4 separate regions of the Mus musculus genome follow, and regions 2, 3 and 4 are each linked to region 1. Evidence: chromatin contacts called from public Hi-C and HiChIP or PLAC-seq data. All regions are on one chromosome and are shown on one strand. Each heading gives the region's core, a stretch centred on a gene start, on an enhancer-like site or on the middle of the called end of the contact. The rest is flanking DNA. Distances are from core to core; before and after follow the strand shown.

Region 1 (2,700 bases), core at 76-2,575:
TTCTAACAGGGGGGTGGAAGTGTGATCTGGGCCCTTCTGTCTAGCAGTCTGCAGCCACACACACAGTCCAAATTCTGAGATTGTATGAGATTGAGTGCCAAACTGTATGAGCTCTGGGGAATCTTGAAAGAGGAAAGTTTCTTCCCAGGCTCTCATCAGTTTCATACGCCACTAGAAGACGACTTAAATTCCTAGGCACATGCAAGAGTCTGCTTTTTAGACTCGTATTTTGGTCCTCTTTGCCCATCATTATCGTCACGGATTTTTTTTTTTTCTTTTTGAAAGGTGGAGAGGTCAAGGCCAGAGGTCAGGATTCACTAGGATTTAAAGCCGAGTTCATTGTTGCTTTTGTTTTTGCTTTTCTGTGATGCTGGAGATGAAACCAGAGTGTCCTACATGCTAGGCAAACACTGTGCCCTTGAGCCCCAACCCCAGCCCTCGATTCGCTCTAAATAGCACTTGGAAAGGAGAGCCGGAGTTTTCAGAGAAGACCATCGTAAAGGAGTTAGGGAAGAAGGCTGAACCTGGCAAGCACAGAATTTTTGGATACCTGGGAACACTGAAAGTTTGGAGGTAAAATGACGATGGAAAATGATAAACGCAATCCCTTGAGGTGAGCCCGGGTTTGGACTGAGATTTGTTGAGTGATCCATACGTAGTGGCATGGCTTTCTTGTGCATAAAGAGCATTCTCTGTATGCTGTCTTTTCATCCCTTCAGGGCCCCATCTCACCTACTCTGACCTCAAACTGAATAGCCTGGAGGGAGCAGGGAGTGAGGAATCACACCTTGAACTGGGAACCAAGAGCTACGCAGAAATCTGATACTGTCGTCCCCATCAGCACACCCGCTCCATAGACCAAAGGCAGGAGGGCATGGCAAACATGTTTTGCAAGAAGTGAGATACAGGTTAGAGAGCAGAGTACAAGACTCCGGGACCCGGGGGTTACGCGTCCCTGCAGTAGGTAAATGGGAGGGGTCTTAGGACCAAAGCAGATCCGTAGGACCAGCCTGTTTTAGGGCGCACGCGGTGGTAGCCCCCCCCCCACCAGGGGGCGGGCGATACTCAGACTGACTGAGCCTGGAAGAAAGGGGACGCCAGGAGCCGTGGGCCTCGAGCATCTCCCACAAATCGGGTCTATTGTGCGTGGTGGGGGTCGCAAAGGAGGGCGGGCACCCTTCCCCGCCCCCGCCTCTGGCCCGCCTCCGGCCCCCGCCCCACCCCCGGCTCCGCCTCCACCCCGCCTCGCTCCGGCCGCAGCCCCTTCCTCCTGCAGCTGGTGCTGTGGGGCCGCGAGCCGCACGTCGCTGTCTCTATGGACCCGGATCCCAGCGCAAAGGTGAGGGAGGCGGGGAGTGCGGGCGGTGGCGGTGCGGGGGGCTGCGGCCGGGCAAAGCCTTGTCCGCATCCATTCCACCCTCCAAGCTAAGCCAGGCCTTTTTCACCGCCGAGACCCCCAATCCCGCATAAAAGGGTTTAGAGGGGCGCGGGCCAGGCCTCGGGTCGCGCAGGGCGCAGACCGGCCTTCTCGGAGTCGGGGGCGCCCAGCGTGCCCGGGACCCGCGTGGAGAACAGTGTTCCCCAGGATCTGGGTCATGTCTCCTGGCGTCCGGCGGGATCGAAGGAGAGCTTGTCCTCGAGCCGCAGCAGTAGATACTGAGGTTAGATCTGTTCAAAGGAGAAAACCTCGAACTGTCCAGGATGGTGGAGGGTGGGGAAGACAAGGGAGAGGCACCCTCAAATCTGAAGAGATCTCCATCTTAGTGGACAGAGGCAAATACCGCTAACCCCAGGCAGACGGACATCAGGGATGAAGGTTGAAAGCCTATTGATCCTGTGGGAGGGGTCCTCCCCTCCCCAGTTTTCTCCACCCTAGGATCTAACAGAAGATGATCAGAGTTCAGCGGGCAAACCCTGGGAAGGAACCCAAACTTGGAGTGAAGTCTGGGGTGTGAACTGGAGACCTTGAACCCGCTTAGTACTGGGGGGAGGGGTGGCATGCTCCACCCCCTGGCCATTAACTCGGCCCTCCCAACAGGTTAAATGGAGCTGGACGCTTTAGCCCAGTTCTCCAGATCTAGAAATGCAATCTGGGGGAGATGGGGAGGGGGGCGTGTGGAGCGGGGCAGGAAGAGGGCTGCTAAGATAGCATTTCACCTTCCATTTGCTAAACTCGAGGATCTCCTCTCCTCCTCCTCCTCCACCTCCCTGGGTTAGCCATTCTCCATTACAGGCATTCACTCCAGGTCAGAAGACACACACACACCACACACACACACACACACACACACCCCTTGGGGTGGCAGAGGGAGAGAGAGAGAGAGAGAGAGAGAGAGAGCAGGACTTTCAGGAAAGGAGACAGGATTCAGCCGTGCATCTGACCCCAGCAGACACTGTCAGCCACCAAGCCTGCAGCCCAAGTCAGACCCCTTTATGCATGTCATGAGTACTTACTTGTCTCTGCCCGAATGTAACTGTGTTTGAGGACTCAGAATACATGTGTGCACTATGCCTGGCCCAATAGCAACAATTCTGTGTGAATGCCCCCTTTACAAATGTGTGTGAACAAGACCGTCCTATTGAATATCTAGCCCTGCTTGTTCACCTCTGAGGATATATGATCCACTGGATGGATGACAGGTAAACAACCTTATGTGGCCTTGGCCCTTTGTGCGCTCTCTCTCTGTCTCTGACTCTGTC
Region 2 (2,700 bases), core at 162-2,661, 670 kb after region 1:
CAAATTATGTCATGGCGTATGACATACCTCCAAATCTATTACATCATTCATTAAGCATTCATTCTGTTAGGATGGGGAAGTGGGGTGGGGGGTGGGGGGTAGTAGGGTTAGGGGGTGTGCAACTGAAAAACTTTTAAAATGGAAATAGGAGTGCATCAAATGATCATTTCTTACGGTTTTTTAAAACTTTATTATATTCGCATATGTTACAACAAAGCAAGAGCAGGGTGCAGTCTGAAAGCGTTTATCCTGACCAGTTCTGTGACTGTCATACACGCTCTCCCCTTCCTGTTTAACAGCCTGAGTGTTTTAGGAATGGTTTGCATCCACGGGTCTCAGATATTACTAGGTCAAACTGCCTATCTTGGATACCGCCTACCCCAAATCCAACTTGATGCCTCACACAGACATCTTTTGTGGGTCCTTCCACCTGAATTAAGTCCTAAAATAGGTTGACAATGGAACTGAAAGGTTTTTTTGTTTGTTTTTGTTTTTGTTTTTTTAAGGTTCTGAGCCCTTTTCTGCACATTTAATTTGATCTGAGCCCTGAAACCTAACAACCTTTGAGAGGGTGGGCAGGACGAAAGGCCACAAAAACCACGTTGGTGGACCTGGGCCTGGGCCCTAGAACCAGCAGGAGTCACCCTTCAGGTCCTGTCTGTCGCACAGGACACAGGGCAAGGAACCCAGGGAGCCAAACCTTTGGGAATACTCATTTTAGGATGGCTAACTGTGAGTAGCCGCCCACGGGGGAGGGTGCCGACTGAGGAATGCTCTCCGGAAGTTTCCTCGGGTTGGGGAATCTTGAAGAGGGGTGACACCAGTATTCCTCGAGGGTGCTGGGGGAGGGGAGAGGGAGGGGGTGGGGGGCAAGTCTGGGCTTCAGTATTCCGGGTGCCACACGGTCCCGAGCCGACCAGGCCTCGGCGCCCCGCCCTTTCCCAGGACGCTGGCCGGCCCGGGGCGGGGAGCGGGCGGGCGAGCGGGCGCTTACAGGTCGGTGCCGAGCCGCGTGAAGCCGGTGTTGAGCGAGGCCCGGGCTATCGGGCGCCAGAGCAGGTCGCAGCTGGTGAAGCGCCGCAGCCAGCGGCAGACTTGGGCCAGGCGGCCGAGGGCCCGCGTGTCGAGGTAGGAGCAGATGAGCAGCAGCAGCTCCTCCGGCAGGCGCCAGAGCGCGGGCCCCGCGGCCGGACGGGTGGCCGGCTCCACGGCCGCCGCTGCGGCATCCTCCGCCGCGTCCTCCGCCATGGCCGTCCGGGTTCCCGGGATGCCGCCGCACGCCTGAGGTCCCTGCTCCTGTCCTCTCTCCAGGCTGTCGTCCTCCCGCCGCCCGGCCCCGACCCTCCGCTCCTCCTTCCCCGGCTCTGCGCTGCCCTCATCCCGCTTCCCGGAGCTTCTCGGCCTTTCCTCCTCGCCTCCCTCGCCTTCCTGTCCCCGGCCTGCCTCAGCCGCCGGCCCCGCTGCCTTCCTCTCCGGCTGCAGGCCCGGCTTTCCTTCCGCCCCGCTTCCTCTTCCGCCGTGCCCGGTACCTGCTTTCCCCTTCCCTTTCCCTTTCCCTTGCTTTCCCCGCGCGACCCTCGCCTCCTGCAGTTTCCTCGCCTCCCCGCCCTCGCCTTCCCTGGGCCCGCGGTTCCCGGGGGGACCCGAGCGGCCCTGGCTGCTCATGAGCGGCCGCGGGGCCGGCTCGACGCACAGCCGAAGACGCCACCGCCTCCTCGAGAGGAGGCGACACCACGTCGGACCGGGTCACATGGGGCGGCGCGGGCCCAAGCCGAGACCCGCCCCTCACGCCTGTATTTCGGGGTGCGAACCCCAACCTGGTCACTGACATCCCCATCTTCTGGAGCACCAGGAACATCTAGTTGAAGCGTGTGTCTTCAAGACCGGATGGAGAAAGCGAGCTTGATGGCTCTCGTCTGTGATCCCGGCATGAGGCTAAGGCAGGAGGATGGCCATGAGTTCAAGGCCGGCCTGGCCTACAGAGCAAGAGACTGTCCAAATTAAAAAGACAGAGACAGACAGACAGACAGATTGCTGAAAGGTTCACAGAAAACTCCCACCTACGTCACAAGAGGAGCCTGTGGCTTCAGGAACTATCAAAGTTGAGCCTCTGCCCTCAAGGGGCCTTTTGGTCCCATGAGGCTTCCTCTTCCCCAGGTTGATGCCTTCTTTCCACAAGCCACAAACCAGATTCTTAAAAAAATGCAAGCCAGACGTTAGAAAGTTCCATTGCCCTTGGTCTCACGAAGGATGTCAACCAAGGTCCTGTAGGTTGTCCCAGTATGATTCGACAACAATGAGGGAGGTAAAACCAACCTTCTAGATCCTGAGTCCGCAGCTCCCAAACGAAGCAGCACGTGGCCAAGCAGGGGTTTTTTAGTAGCCGTTACATAGGCAGAGCTGAATCTACAAGATTACTAGGGATCCGTTTCCCATACCACCCACTGGATCCACCTGAACCAATCTAAGCTTCAGAAGTACAGATCGATGCTGTCCCATTGGATCTGTGGGGCCACTTTAATCACATGTGGCTTCTTTCTGTGTGTGTGAAAGGCAGGGTCTCCAGGTCTGAGCGTGCTGTAAGCATAAGTGAGGTACACAGCTGATTTTGAAGAGCTAGACAGGAAAAAGAATGTGAGATGTCTTACATAATTCTAAACTACATGTTAATTATTAGTAGTCTGGACATACTGAACTGAA
Region 3 (2,700 bases), core at 184-2,683, 860 kb before region 1:
CAACAAAAATGAAACTAACACAGTGCCCGTCTTAGACTCGAAGGAACCAAGATACATGGCTAAAAGCGAACAAGAGCTGGGAGTTTATAGAGACCCCTGGAGATGCTGCTCACCGGTACGGAAGCCTCTCATAATACGACTTTTCCAAAGCAGCAAAATGATACCTCGGTTTCAAGCTCACGGCGAGGCTGGAGATCAAAGCTGAGCCACAGTTTTTGGTGTCTACTTCTCCCTAGTAAATGGGAACTTGGTTATTGACACAGATTCAGGAATTATAAAGAAATGTAAAGAAACAAAAAACACGTTTTGATATATCTTTCAAATTTACACACAGATGTGAATTTGCAGTGAACTGCATACCTAGGCAATCAAACATGTAAGAACACTGGAATATTATAATTACAGAAATGACACAACTGTTGGAAACCAGAGGGTACAAGGTAAGGCAATCCCTTCATAGTAACCTCTAAAACAAACTTTAAGACTTCTTTTGAAAAGAGGTCTCTATAAACTACAAACTACAAACTACATCTGCATAATACGATTTATAGTGCACGTGTATCACACAGAGTAAGCTGTGGTCAATGCAGAAAGTAAACACTAACACTTAGAGCACCCAGGCTCCAGCGAACAGTCAAGGGCCTCAGAACCACACAAGCTGTCCTGCTGTTCAGACAAGGAAATGGCACAGCCACACCGATGCTGGAGAGCTTACCGGTGCTTTAACCCAGCACCCGGGAGGCTGGAGGCCGACGCAGGCAGATCTTTATAAATTCAAGGACATCCTGGTCTATATGGCAAGTTCCAGGACAGCCAGGGCTATATAGAGACCCTGCCTCAAACAAAACAAAACAAACAGAAGCTTGCAAGTAAAATATTGTCATGGTAGATTTGCTCACAGAATACTCCTAGCTCTCACCTTATGTTTGCTAAAGAAAGGTGACTGACCTTGAACTTGGTTGTAGTATCACAAAGATAGCCAAGTATATTGCTTTCTTCCTCATAAAAATCTTATATGGCTGTTTACAAACTCTGACCAAAGTCTCCCCCCCTACTGCCCTATGCTGGCTTTTGCTCTCCCAGAATGAGGGGCACCCTTTCTAGAAGGGAAGGAACCACAGCTGGTAAGGAAACTAGGCTCTTGGTTGTCAAACACTCTCCCTGATGACACTGGCATCCTGCTGACTTTTATGATCACAGACACTTAGTGCTGAGTCAGGGAGGACGGGTCTACACACAGGTCGCTCTGGGACAGCACTGAATTCGGGATCCAGTTGTGAGGGTTTATTCCCAGATTCAGTCTTACATTCCCCTCCACTGAGGCTCAGCTGATGCTTTCTACCCTTACACAACCTTCCCAAGGTCTTCTTAGGCATTGTTATGTCATAGTTTACAGTAACTGCCCCTTCTCAGGACTATTAATAAAAATACAGGGGTGGCCTCCAGGGCATTCCAGATTTGTGTCCATAACAGAAATTCAGGCTCAGCACCTTGTTCCCTATCTGTAAATATTTACACTATTGGACTCAATTTCACAATGACCTGATTTTGAAATATACTGTGATAGCCAAACCCAATATTCTGGAACGGAAGGGGAAATAATGCAACTGGAGGGATGCCAATAGCTATAGATCTCTCCACTGGGAATTAATAAACTTACAAAATATACAAAGAAGGCTAAGGGAGAATACTGGTAGAGAACGTAATTCCAGGAACCATTTGCTTATAATTAAGATTCCACAATCTTATCTGCAAATTATATTTTTATGAGATCAACTGTTTTTGTCAGTAGATGTACATTACAGAATCTTGAATTTTTTTCACAAAATGTTTCTAGTAAAAGGTACTAAGAGTTAACATATTCAAAATAGAGAGAAAAACTTTAAACCCCAACTTAAGCCAGTATAATTTGCTTTAAAATTGCAACTGAACAAGCACTACTCACAGAGGAATTCCCAAAGCTCCCCACGTACTTGGGCCACGGGGACGTGAGTAAGATATCAACACCTTTAAACTGGGAAGCCGAGCACAGCATTGTTCTCAGAGAAGACACATCCTTGGGACTAAAGCTGTGGGCTGGGACTGGTTCATCTAAGGACTCGGTCCCACTGAGGTATACAATCTGTAGCCCCGAGCTTCCAGTGAAGACACCTTTCCGACCTGGATTCAAAGAAAAATGAATGAGTTTTAGACAAAGCTGCAGGAGGAAATGTGGCACTTCCTCCTTCCCAAGGCTCCATCTCCTGGCTCTCTGCCTTTCCACTCATCTGAGTAAGTGTGACTTACTCAGAGTAAGCTACACTCTGGCTGCCATGTTCCCTAAGTTTGAAGAGCTCTTCTGTGGTGGCTGCTGGTCACTGACCGGAGTGCAGTGGCCTCTTACCCTGCACTCAGATTCTATGAACCTGGTGTCTACGCCCTAGAGTGCCTGTTTCCCCCGCTCCCCACCCATGCCAGCCTGTCACCACAGTACTGTCACCTCCTGGCTTCCCCTCACTCTACCCCCTTGACAGCTTGATTCTCTTCTCAGCTTTATTTTTCATGGTTGTAGATGTTACCAACTCCCCAGGATCTATAGTAGTCGATCTACTCTAGAAAGAACAATCAAATTCTATTCAGCTGCAGTGCCTCAGGCCATCACAGGTCCAACAGGACCACTGCCTGAAAGAAGGAACTGAGTGGAATTCACCAAATAAAATG
Region 4 (2,700 bases), core at 178-2,677, 840 kb before region 1:
CAGTCTTCTTAAAAGGCTGCAAAACCCTGGTCAAGTAGAGCCCTACTAAGTAAGTTACGATAGACTTCAGAATTTGTGGGGAGAACCCATATATCTGGATTTTTGTTACTTGGTCTCTCTTGCTCAAAAATAAGTGAACGATCAGGCAGAGAAAATCTGCGACTTACAACCCCCCAACTTCTCTACTAAACCTTTCCTCATAGATCCTGGTTCACAAATTGGGCTCACAGAAAAATTTCCTGGGGTGGGGCCTGTGAGAGGGCCCTTGCTACCAAGCCTGAAGATCAGAGCGTGGTCCTCGTGACCTACGTGGTCTAAGAAGAGGACCAACTCTCGAAAGTCGTTCTAAGCCACACACACACACACACACAGAGAGAGAGAGAGAGAGAGAGAGAGAGTAATTTTTTCACAGAGCAGTGAAACAGTATAAGTTCTTATGTCACCCCAGAAGGTCCAGCCTCTGCTTTCTGACTCTGCCTCAGACACAGACACAGATGCAGACGCAGGGACACTGAACTAAAATCTAACCGTGTCCCACGGGTGGGTCAGCAAATCTTCAGACTAACCTTCAGGTTTCATCAAATGCTTGCTTACTCCAGCTCTTTTACTAACTGGACTGTTTCACGTACCCCCCCCCTTCCATTTCCTTCACAACTCTGCTTAAAATATACTTCTCCCCCGGCGGGGCACTTCTGGACTAACAGTGTGGAATTCTTGTTGTTGGCCTTTATGACAAGAGGCCTGCAGATTTGTGTTTCAAAAGTGGTTGGTGTGCTTCCCTGGGGAAAGACAAGGGGGAGAGCGGCTCCTTTCCTCCCATTCAACCATGGACTGACCAGAGGCTGCTAAAGCACCATTCAGATTTCCGTGAAGTCAAATGCAAATACACAGCTGGGATCAGCCAGAAGGGGTTGCGTATCACCTGTCAGTTCCCCAGTCAAATATGTGGCCATTTTGGAGAACATGTCCCGGCAGAGCTCATTGATGTCAGCTTCGGCAGGCTCCTTTGCTTCCTCGGCTGTCTCCACCGCAGCATCATCTGGCAAGGTGTGGGTGGGAGGTGAGGAGTAAACGTCCTATCCCCAGACCTAATCCAGCCAAAGCGGACGGTTCCTAAGTCCCTCCCGACTTGGGCTCCCGCCGCCTTCGTTCTCCTCCTGCCACCATCCCGTCCCTTCTCCTCGCACCCGCCCACCTGAAACGCCAACTCCGTTCCCATGCTCAGGAGCTAGGCTTTCGTCTCAGTGCCCTGACTGCGGTAGACAGGTCCACCGGCTCCTGCATCCGGACCTAGCCTCCCCACCATCAGCCGCCGCATCTCCATCCACACAGGGTAGTACCTCGAGGTGGCTGCTCCTCCCGTCGCGTCGCCGGGACGCCCTCCGCAGCCGCCGCCATGCCCGACCCAAGGCTGCTTCCGGTTCTAAGGGCATCTGCGCGTGCGCCCCGCGGGTGCCCCGCCCCGCCGCTTGCTCACAGCTTCCTTGCTTTGATCGGCTTGCCCAAGTCACACCTCAAATAAGGACCTTTTATCAAAGTCCAAGCATGAAGCTGAAACTGAAGCTAAGGCTATTGCGAATTAGCCCGTTACTGAGATCACAGTACCTGGTTGGCAATGCGTTCGTCCCTGCAGCCACACTCTAGAACGGTCACTTGTGCCAGCCACGGCCTGTCTTGGGTTGTGGACCCATCATAACATGTCAGCTAAAGTTATTGGAGAGAGGTGGCCTCCTCCCCAGACACCAGCACCCTGACATGTTTTGTTCATCAAAGAATTGTTCAGGGATTCGCTTTTACAGGGTGTCTCCCACAAGATTTCGGCCTTGAATCTTCTTTTTTTTTTTTTTTGGTTTTTCGAGACAGGATTTTTCTGTGTAGCCCTGGCTGTCTTGGAACTCACTTTGTAGACCAGGCTGGCCTCAAACTCAGAAATCAGGGATTAAAGGCATGTGCCACCACCGCCCGGCTTTGGCCTTGATTCTTGATGGAATCTCCCTTACCTTTCCCATAGGCCTTGGACTAGTATCAACTCTCTGACTCACATCTCTTGAAGTGCAAGCTAGCCCCTAATGTTTAGTTGAAAGGACCTCTCTTGAAGGAAACTTCCGACGTCACTGACACATAGGTTATCTTGATTATACTTAGTTGTTGCACGCGTCTAGCGGGTTTACGGAATGCTTGGGGGAGGGGGGTGGTGAGAACAGGTGGGGGTGACAGGGATGAATAGAAGGCTCAGTGTGAGGGAATGAGAGTCACTGGAGAGGGGGAAAGAGGTGTGTAAGGGTTTTCAGGATGCAGGCTCCTGAGCATCCAAAATCTTAAGTGTAGAGTTTTTGACTAAGTTTAACTTAGTCTTGGTTATCCTCTAATCTCCTCTCTGAAGACTGATTCTCCCTAGACTGATTCTCCTTCTCTCCACTCCTTTCTATAGGATAATCAAAGTACCCGCCGTTTCAAACATTCCTATGAACCAAGGCTTCTTATTTCAAGATTGCTGGGAGAAGCAACCTCCCTGAGATTGACATGGCCCCCAGTACATTCCAGAGAGTGTACAACAATGTCTTACACTCTTATCCTTCTCTCTTCTCTCAATAGCCCCAGAAGGAAATGCAAAGACGTGGTTTTCTAAAGAATTTTATTGCTAATCACCTTGGAACCTCACATTGTCCTATGACGAAGAGAGCCAGAGACCACCACATA

What was found. A called contact is a pair of places that touch in the nucleus more often than the background predicts. HiChIP or PLAC-seq counts read pairs in DNA pulled down with a chosen protein or histone mark.
Region 2: a contact with region 1 is called in a FOXA1 HiChIP or PLAC-seq map of pancreatic cancer cells. The contact joins the promoter of Fbxw4 here to the promoter of Sema4g in region 1. A contact is called at or near these places in 1 of 39 promoter capture datasets (liver) and 1 of 115 datasets of contacts at active chromatin or transcription factors (pancreatic cancer cells).
Region 3: a Hi-C map of liver shows a contact between it and region 1, with 2.5 times the contacts expected there. The contact joins the enhancer-like site here to the promoter of Sema4g in region 1. A contact is called at or near these places in 5 of 39 promoter capture datasets (the 3T3-L1 cell line, the C10 cell line, embryonic stem cells and 1 more), 2 of 484 Hi-C or Micro-C datasets (both in liver), 2 of 115 datasets of contacts at active chromatin or transcription factors (forebrain and neural tube) and 1 of 9 other capture datasets (macrophages).
Region 4: a FOXA1 HiChIP or PLAC-seq map of pancreatic cancer cells shows a contact between it and region 1. The contact joins the promoter of Bloc1s2 here to the promoter of Sema4g in region 1. A contact is called at or near these places in 6 of 39 promoter capture datasets (the C10 cell line, cranial neural crest, hippocampal neurons and 2 more), 1 of 484 Hi-C or Micro-C datasets (liver), 5 of 115 datasets of contacts at active chromatin or transcription factors (bone marrow-derived macrophages, embryonic midbrain, forebrain and 2 more) and 1 of 9 other capture datasets (embryonic stem cells).

Annotation. Positions count from the first base shown.
Region 1 is chr19:44,988,019-44,990,718 of GRCm38.p6, forward strand. Sema4g (sema domain, immunoglobulin domain (Ig), transmembrane domain (TM) and short cytoplasmic domain, (semaphorin) 4G) reads left to right here and starts at 1,326. Exons shown (of 15, transcript NM_011976.1): 1 at 1,326-1,339.
Region 2 is chr19:45,658,782-45,661,481 of GRCm38.p6, forward strand. It overlaps Fbxw4 (F-box and WD-40 domain protein 4), which reads right to left and starts at 1,412. Exons shown (of 9, transcript NM_013907.2): 1 at 995-1,412. The coding sequence starts at 1,248.
Region 3 is chr19:44,127,253-44,129,952 of GRCm38.p6, forward strand. It overlaps Cwf19l1 (CWF19-like 1, cell cycle control (S. pombe)), which reads right to left. Exons shown (of 14, transcript NM_001081077.1): 5 at 1,946-2,160; 6 at 114-232. Among named protein-coding and RNA genes, the nearest start is that of Gm52383, 6.6 kb to the left of the region's middle. Within about 2 kb of position 1,434, at least 7 of the 459 cell types and tissues checked have an H3K27ac peak or open chromatin away from gene starts, as enhancers often do. A contact at or near this core is called in liver, where this site is marked.
Region 4 is chr19:44,145,019-44,147,718 of GRCm38.p6, forward strand. It overlaps Bloc1s2 (biogenesis of lysosomal organelles complex-1, subunit 2), which reads right to left and starts at 1,428. Exons shown (of 5, transcript NM_028607.1): 1 at 1,341-1,428; 2 at 923-1,039. The coding sequence starts at 1,398. It overlaps Pkd2l1 (polycystic kidney disease 2-like 1), which reads right to left. Exons shown (of 15, transcript NM_181422.3): 15 at 2,619-2,700.